Linked DNA regions of Mus musculus: region 1 is linked to region 2. Evidence: chromatin contacts called from public Hi-C data. All regions are on one chromosome and are shown on one strand. The core of a region is the stretch at or near the end of the contact, and the rest is flanking DNA. Distances in the headings are between cores, read along the strand shown.

The links. A called contact is a pair of places that touch in the nucleus more often than the background predicts.
Region 1: a contact with region 2 is called in a Hi-C map of cerebral cortex, with 2.3 times the contacts expected there. The contact joins two enhancer-like sites. A contact is called at or near these places in 2 of 484 Hi-C or Micro-C datasets (the C2C12 cell line and cerebral cortex) and 1 of 115 datasets of contacts at active chromatin or transcription factors (neural progenitor cells).

What each region holds. Positions count from the first base shown.
Region 1 is chr15:94,009,868-94,014,583 of GRCm38.p6, reverse strand. No RefSeq gene overlaps it. Among named protein-coding and RNA genes, the nearest start is that of Gm30609, 49 kb to the right of the region's middle. Within about 2 kb of position 2,818, at least 36 of the 459 cell types and tissues checked have an H3K27ac peak or open chromatin away from gene starts, as enhancers often do. A contact at or near this core is called in cerebral cortex, where this site is marked.
Region 2 is chr15:93,830,856-93,835,244 of GRCm38.p6, reverse strand. No RefSeq gene overlaps it. Among named protein-coding and RNA genes, the nearest start is that of 9430014N10Rik, 94 kb to the left of the region's middle. Within about 2 kb of position 2,649, at least 39 of the 459 cell types and tissues checked have an H3K27ac peak or open chromatin away from gene starts, as enhancers often do. A contact at or near this core is called in cerebral cortex, where this site is marked.

The DNA.
Region 1 (4,716 bases), core at 1,569-4,068, 180 kb before region 2:
AACAAACAAACAAACAAAAAACAAAAAACAAAAACAAAACCCTGTAGACAAATTTGAGGGTTAGTGGTAGACCAATACGGGACAATATCCAAATTATGTTTACATTTTAGGAGGAACTCGTATTCAAACTGAAAAGAGTGGGTAGGAAGAGTCTGGGAACAGTGAGGATAAAGACAATGTTGCCTACCCAGCTGGAAGGACGGGACACACTTGGGATGATCAAACCATGCAGTTAAGGCCATTTACATCATCACACGACCAACTCAGACCACAAAATTGATCATGGAGACTAATGGCCCTGACCTCCTTTTTAATGAGAAAGGGGCTAGAGAAGCCACCGTACTGGAAGATGTCAGCTCATCCTTACACTCACCTCCCAGATCTTCCTGAAGGCTAGAGTGAAAACAGGGAGCTGAAAACATAGGGTATTGTAGTGGCTATTCCTGGTTGTCAACTTGACTATATTTGGAATGAACTACAATCCAGAATTGGAAGGCTCACCAGTGACCCTAATCTGGAGGCTTGGAGATAGAAATTTCTGATCTGGATCTTGGTATGGAGATCTTGAGTCATAGTGGCTATGGATTCCAGAAGATTAAATCTCTGAGTTTAAGGAACACACCTTTAATCTGGGCTACACCTTCTGCTGGAGACAATATAAGGACATTGAAAGAAGGGGGTCTAGCTCTTGCTCCTTCGCCTGCTTGCTACGTGAGACTGAGTAACTGCTAGATCCTTGGACTTCCATTCACAGCTGCGACTGAACCATTGTTGGGAATTGGGCTGCCGACCGTAAGTCATCAATAAATTCTCTTACTATATAGAGACTATCCATAAGTTCTGTGACTCTAGAGAACCCTGACTAATACAGGTATTGCTAAGGCTCATTCCCCACACAAACCTAGAACAATTTCATCCGTGCCTTTTCCAGCTGATTCAGCTTCAGTGAGAATCCTTAGCCAAGAATGGGAGAAAAAAAGATAAGCCCGGGAAAAGAAGAAAAATTGTCAATGTTGATTAGAGGAAGGAGGTGGGGGTCCCAGATGTCATCCCAAGTGACCTGAAAAAAAAATTGGACAAACTCAAATGTAATGGGAGCCAGGAACAGTCTGTGCTTGACAACCCACAATAGGAAAGGATCACACTGTGTCCTTGGCTGCAGAGGGACAGCTCCAGGGTATGGGACAGACTTTTTCCAAGTGCCACTGGGTGCCAGCTCCAGCCTCTCAATAGACTGCTCACTGTGGGTGGTGGTTAGGGTGAGGGGACATTTTCCAGCAGTTCCCTCTTTAGAGGAAGAAGCCTAAAGAAAGAAAGGCACACAGACACATAGACACACAGACACATAGACACACAGACACATAGACATACAGACACACAGACATACAGGCACACAGACACACAGACATACAGACATACAGACACATAGACATACAGACACACAGACACATAGACATACAGGCACACAGTCACACAGTCACACAGACACACAGACACACAGGCACACAGACACACAGACATACAGACACATAGATACAGACACACAGACATACAGACACACAGACATACAGGCACACAGTCACACAGACACACAGACACACAGACACACAGACATACAGACATACAGACATACAGACATACAGACATACAGACATACAGACATACAGACATACAGACATACAGACACATAGACATACAGACACACAGACACACAGACATACAGACACACAGACATACAGACACACAGACATACAGGCACACAGTCACACAGACACACAGACACACAGACACACAGACATACAGACACATAGACATACAGACACACAGACATACAGACACACAGACATACAGGCACACAGTCACACAGACATAGGCACACAGACACATAGACATACAGGCACACAGACACATAGACATACAGACACACAGACACACAGACACACAGACATACAGACACACAGACACATAGACATACAGACACAAAGACACAGAGACACAGACACATAGGCACACAGACACACAGACAATCAAGGATCTGGTACACAAGTCTCTCAGATGGAAAAGGCACAGGACCACAGTAGCTCTGCAGGTTTATTATATAAGTTGAACAGGGGGTGGGGATATTAAGACAGATACTAGGAGGCAGGATTTATGCATATAGCTGCATCAAGGACAGGTTCAACTATTTTCAGTATGCTCAGTCGCTGTAGGGGAGCAGTCTTAAGACTGTAACTATTCAAAGGAGAGAGCTAAGGTGGGCAGTGTATGCACACACTGTCAACACTTGCACACAGAAGACTTTGTCACCCTCCGAGCTTCAGTCCCCTGATGTGGGAGGGGACTTTGTCATTCTGCCATGGGTTTGAGGGTATGGTCCTTGCCTTAGTGGGCTCATGTCACCTCCTCACGTTCACGAGGACTCTGCACTCGTGCCTTCCTCTGCTTCCCACCATTTTGCTCGCTGCCTCACACCACAGCTGACATCCTGGGGTCCTGTCTGAGAGCAGCACTAAGAATCTGCTTTCAGCTACACTGGATGCTTAGTGACGGGCAAGAGCTGCTCCTCTGCCAGTTCAGAACATTTCTGTGGCCTCTCTTACATTTATGTTTATTCTCTTCTTCCTTGGCCACATTCAAAGGCCACCTGGTTTCCCCAGCATCCGTTGAAGCACCTCCTCTCCAGTTACATCTTTAAAGTCAGCCTGAGAGAAAGGGGAAAGCAGGAGGGAGATTTTTTTTTACCTCCATAGCTATAGTTGCTCTCTGTAGCAGACTATCAGGAAGCCAGATATGTACAACTTAAAGCTTAACCACTACAGCACATTCTACCCAAGAGCCATCTAAACACAAAGACTGAAGTAGACCCTGCTCTGCTGCAAGGTGACTCATCCTGAATGATAAATATAGACTGTCTCCCACACACAAAAGCAGATGTGTCGGGCGTGTCACCTATAGACGGAGCTTTGCAAAAGCTTCAGAGTAGCAGAGATTTGCTTCCTAAAATAATGCTTCCTATTTGTGTGACGTTTTCTTCCTGACTGTCTGTGACTTGGTCTGAGGATGGGGGTGGGGAACTCCCACCAAAGTAATGTGGGGCTCAGCTAGAAGATAATGGTCTACCAAGCATATGGCCAGAGACAACCATGTGCTGTGGCTCAGACCAGACTGTCCCAGCCTACCCCAAGAACAGCAGGAGATTCTAGGCAGCTTTGACTGAACAATGGGGACTCAGAGCAACCAAGTCTGTCCTCAGATCTCTGAGAATTCTGATGCAGGCACTCTCTGCCAGGTATGCACCATAAGATCCCATCAGGTATTTCAGTAGCTTGTCCAAACTAGGAAGCCAATGTGCCTTGTAAATTTCTACTTCAAAAGCTGCAAGATGGTTTGCTCAGTCATGCTTGCACTTCACCGTACGTAGCTTTGGCTCCACTTTTTTTCTTTTATGATATCAATAGATGTACATGGGTTTATTTGTAAATGATATATGCACATATATGTATATATAATATACAATGTGTATATTATATAAATGTGTATATTATAAACACAATATACTATATAATAATATATATTATTATATGTGTATAATATATATGCATATATAATATATGTATATACATATATGTATACATGCATATATTATTATATGTATATATATATGTGTATATATATGTATATACATACATATAATAATAAACAGAGCCCAGGATATTTAAATAAATAGGATAAAATGAAACGAACATCTTTAAAGTTTTACTAATCATATAGGCTTTATATATTAATAGACCTATATATCAAGGAAATTATATTAGGACAAGAATCATTGTTAACTAAAGTAAGGATCAATCTGTTATTTCAAATAGGTTTTCTGATGTTTTCACTAGTTTTGTAGATGGTTGTAAGTTGTCATTCTTTTTACCAACTCGGAGAACAACTCTCACTTGGAGACAAACTTGCAGATCAACTGCTTTCTTGTATTTCTCAAATACCTGGCCTGTTTATTTTATCTTCAGTGTAAATTTGCATCACAAGAATATTCTTAACAGACCTTTCTCTTTTGTAAAGACTTGTAAAGATTGAGTTATCATTCATCTCATTTAATCACACACATGTTATACTAAGTAGGCAGCAATATATATGATTCTTAGAGAACCTTTTGCTTATTTACTTAAGGGTGGTAGGAATTGAACCTAGAGCCATAGACTTGCTAGGCAAGCACTCTATCACAGAGCCAACCCTCGGTCCATAGCAGTATTTGACAGCAGAGGCCAAGAGAGTTCAGGGGAGTCCAGCTCCCCATTCCCCCTGTACATCAGCCAGACTGGTGGAAGAGTTCACATCAGTCAGGCTTGACCTCAGTCATTGCTGAACTCATGCAATGAGTTCAGACTTCAGTACAGAAACAAACAAACAAACAAAACTTTTTTCATTCCGTATATTCTCATCATGCTTTCCCCTCCCCCAACTTCTTCCAAATCCCCCCCAACCTCCTTATCCACCCAACACCATGTCCTCCACCCACACTCTTAAAAAAACAAACAAAACCAATAACAAATAGCAAAAAATCAAGAAACACACACATGACACAAAGACAGAAACCAAAATGCATAAAAGCAAAAGACTAGTAAGACAAACAAAAATGCCCAAACAAAGCAATATGAGGCAAAAAGTCTACAAAAATAGCATTGAATTTGTCTTCTGTTGTCCATCTAA
Region 2 (4,389 bases), core at 1,400-3,899:
GGAGGCACATTTTAAAACTTGTTCATTCATTTAGGAAATGGTTACTAAACCACCGTTCTGGGCCAGGTCCTCCATGCTGAGTAGTGGAGGACCAGCCAACCCACCGCATGCTCTCCTTAGAAGTCTGACAGTGAGATGCACAGGAAAAGAACAACACTTCTGAGGTGATGAGGGGCCTTCAGGGCTGCTGTACTACCCCATTTCTCGCTACCACTGAATACTGGGAGGAAGTGTAGCCTACTTTGTGGCTACTGCAATGGCTTAACCCACCCCCTGTTCCCTGCAGCATCCTTAAAGCCAACCTCCATCGGAAGCTGCCAGAATTAGCAAGTTAAAATACAGGATGCCAATTCATTTGGATACCAGGTAAATTATGGTTAGTTTTGTATGTTTCACATGTTACACATGACAAGCTTACACTAAAAATTATTTCACGTTTAGCTGAACTTCAGACTTCACTTCGTGATCTAGATTTTATTGGCATTGTTACCACCGTTCCATGATCAGGAGGAGCCACAGGTATATGCAGAGTGTCATAGTTAGACACTATTACTATGATAAAATACCATGACCAAAGCCAGTTGGGAAGGAAAGGGTTTATCTGGCTTAGGCTTCCATGTTAACAATTCATCACTGAGGAAAGTCAGGGCAGGAAACTGGAGGCAAGAGCTGAGGCAGAAGGCAAGTGTCTTAGTCAGGGTTTCTATTCCTGCACAAACATCATGACCAAGAAGCAAGTTGGGGACGAAAGGGTTTATTCGGCTTACACTTCCATACTGCTGTTATCACCAAGAAAGTCAGGACTGGAACTCAAGCATGTCAGAAAGCAGGAGCCAATGCAGAGGCCATGGAGGGATGTTCTTTACTGGCTTGCTTCCCCTGGCTTGCTCAGCTTGCTTTCTTATAGAACCCAAGACTACCAGCCCAGGGCAGGTCCCACCCACAAGGGGCCTTTCCCCCTTGATCACTAATTGAGAAAATGCCTTACAGTTGCATCTCATGGAGGCATTTCCTCAACTGAAGCTCCTTTCTCTGTGATAACCCCAGCTGTGTCAAGTTGACACAAAACTAGCCAGTACACCAAGCAAAGGTATTACTTACCGGATTGCTCAGCAAGCTTTCTTATAGAACCTAGGACCACCAGCCCAGGGATGGCACCACCCACAATGAGCTGGGCCTTCCCACACCAATCAATTAAGAAATTGCCCTACAGGCTTGCCTAAAGCCTTGTCTTCTGGAGGTGTTTTCTGAATTTAGGTTCCCTCCTCTCTGATAACCCTACCTTGTGTTGAGTTGACGTAACGCTAGTGAGTACACAGAGATAGTCAGCATATGTTGGAGTTCAGAAGTGTAGTTACAGCAGTATCAATAGCTAAGAGAGTCCATGCAAGTCAGACCTGATGCTAGCTCCATTTTCAACAGCGACTGAGGCATCACCAAAGCCTCTCTCCTTGATAACCTCCCCAGGTTGACTTCCATTTCCAGAGTGTGGACAGCTCTTGGCCCACTATTCCTTAATTCTAACTGGTTATCATAAACAACAAGCCTTAAAAGAAAGAACAGAACGTCAAACCGAGTACTGCTCTGGCGGCCTGTAATTGGTATGTATGTTCCTTAGAGTCTTGGTTGTGCCCACAGGAATCAAAACATCAACCCCTCAACCAGTGTGTAGGCACCCAACACGACCTGTATGCTTGTTTCTCCCCACCGAATTCCTGCTTGATAGTGCTCCACACAGGCCCGTCCATCAAGGAACTCAAGTTGGATGAGAAACACAAGAGTCATAAGCAAACAGACATCCAGAGTGACAAGCCTGGAGCTGGTGCAGAGAACACTTCTAGCCAAGTGCCTGCCTCTTGACAGCTGCTCACAGAGACCTAGTGTTTCTCTCTCCCCAATGTCTCAACCTATTTTCCTTCTCTCACTTAAGGTCTACTATGATCTTCAGGCCCACAGAGAAGCCCCCCTGCCAGGTCTCCCCAACATTTTGGACTACTCCTTCAGTTTTCCATTCTCTATCCCCAGCCCCACTGGCCTGCCAAAACTTCCTAGTACTTCCAGTTAGGCATCCTTGATGCTGACCTCCCACCCTGATGGCTGGCTGTGACCCAATTCCATCAATCTGTCTTCCAGAGCCCAGCCATCCACAGGAGACCTGTCCCAGTCTTTCATTTAACCAAAAGATATATGCCTGTGTCATATAAAGGTTTCCGTTTTTAGGAAGCCAGTATGCATGCAGGTAATCACACTGGGTGACAGGCAGAGCATTGATGTTAAAGATTTATAGCAGTGTCAGACAGGGAAATAACGAATGATGCAGCTTTTCCAAAACCAGGAAGTAGGTTGGTTCGTACAGCTACCCCCTTTTAATTCTACCTCAGCTTCCTAGTTTCTGGGTTGGCTCAAACAATGTCCAAACCGGCGGCTGCAGCACCAGCAGCTTGCAAGTAGGAATGTCAGTACAGATCTATTTCTGAGGCGAGCTCAGCAACAGGCGGAGTTGGAAGTGTGAGAAACACAACTGAGGCTCATGGCTGCACATGAGGGGGGAGGGGAAGAAACACGGGGCTCCTCCAGAGGCACCAGTGCCCTCCTCCTCCCAACCACAGCTTATTACAAACGAGTCTCTATTCCAGCTCCTAACATGACACGCCAAGCTGCAAAAGAGGCAAATCATTGTGGGACTTGACCGTGTTTGCTTTTAGTAGCCAGTACCGTCCGTGCCAAACTTCCCGTCTTCTCGCCAAGTACAGAATTACAACACAGAGGAAACTGTCTTTGCTGGGTGATGGACTTGCAGAGTCTCTACCAGTGATCTAGATTGCACTGTTCACTGAAAAGCTCAATATGGAAGAGACAGGAGAGCTGATGTTACTCTGAGGGTTACACACTCCTCAATATGTACCAGGCACCATGGAGGAAGATTTAGGCAGTTGTTTTTTCTAAACTAAACCACCCAAAAGACTCTCCACCAATAGCTAGGACCTTGCATCAGTTGGTAAGGCTTCAATGACCAACTTACTGAGTTAGCATTTATAATGCTAGGGAGTCTGTTTTGTGGATGTGGGTTCTTCATCCTGCCTGACCAATGCATGACAACCGATCCTGTCCAGGACAAGGCTAGAGAAACTCCATCTGCTCCCTCTCGCCATCACTGTTGACTTTGGCTAGTCTTTAAGATGGCAAAAACAAGAGCCCCTTCTACCCCGCAGTAGAATCTGAGATACGTGAAGGAAACTGGCCATTCCTCCCAACAATGAGCAAAGAGGTCATGGTGAGACTTAGCTTTGAGACTCAGCACAGAGACAGCCAATTCTCCCTTTCCTTGAGGTCTGCTCTGGGGTGTTTGTCTGCGATAGCCTTTTGAGATGCTTTGCAGCATGTGACTTTTAATTTCCCTTTCTTTTCAAATTATAGTGTTGGTTTACCTTTTCTTATGATAATGATCATTTCCAACTTCCTTTTCTTACTAATATATGTTAGCAACATTCACTGTAAACTATTTTTAGGATCATAACTTATTTGTTTTCATTGGCCATCATTCTTTATTGATTCCTAACTACCTCATCCTCTTCTTCTTCTTCTTCTCCTCCTCCTCCTCCTTCTTCTGTTCCTACTCCTTCTCTTTTTTCTTCCTCTCCCTTCTTTCTCTCCTCTGTCTTTCTCTCCTACATCTCTCTCTGTATGTATGTGTGTATGAGACAGACAGGCAGACAGACAGACAGAGAATATGTACATGTGTAAGTGCACCCCTATATGCTCATGTGCAGAAATAAGAGTCAGGTATTGGATGTCCTGCTTTGTCACTCTTCAAGTGATTCCTTTGAGACTAGGACTCTCACTGAACTTGAAGCTAGGCATGCAGCCAGCAATTCCTGTGATCCTTCTGTCTCTGCCCACCCAAAGCACTGAGATTCCGAGCTTGAGCACAAGTCTAGCATTCTATATGAGTGCTGAGTCCCAAACCCACGCTTACATGGCAAGCGTTCTTACCCACTGATCTCCCTATCTGCTAAGACAACCTGGAGGGGGACAAGGAGAAGGCCTACCTGCACCTGACAAAATTTTCAGCATGAAAGGGAGGTGATATCTAAAGGCCTACAGATTTAGAAGATTTTCAGGTTGACAAAAGACATGAATTTTTAAATTTAAGATTGAGACCAAGAAGAGATGGTCATCAAATAAAAGATATAAATTCTCTGATTTAATAACCACATCACGGGACACACATGAATCCAGCTTTCTACTTCCATACATGACAATTACATTCCAAAGACCAATGAGATACACACACACACACACACACACACACACACACACACACACACACACACAATCTTAATAGCAACCAGAGAGAAAAGACTGGCTATCCAAAAAAGAAACAGTTGT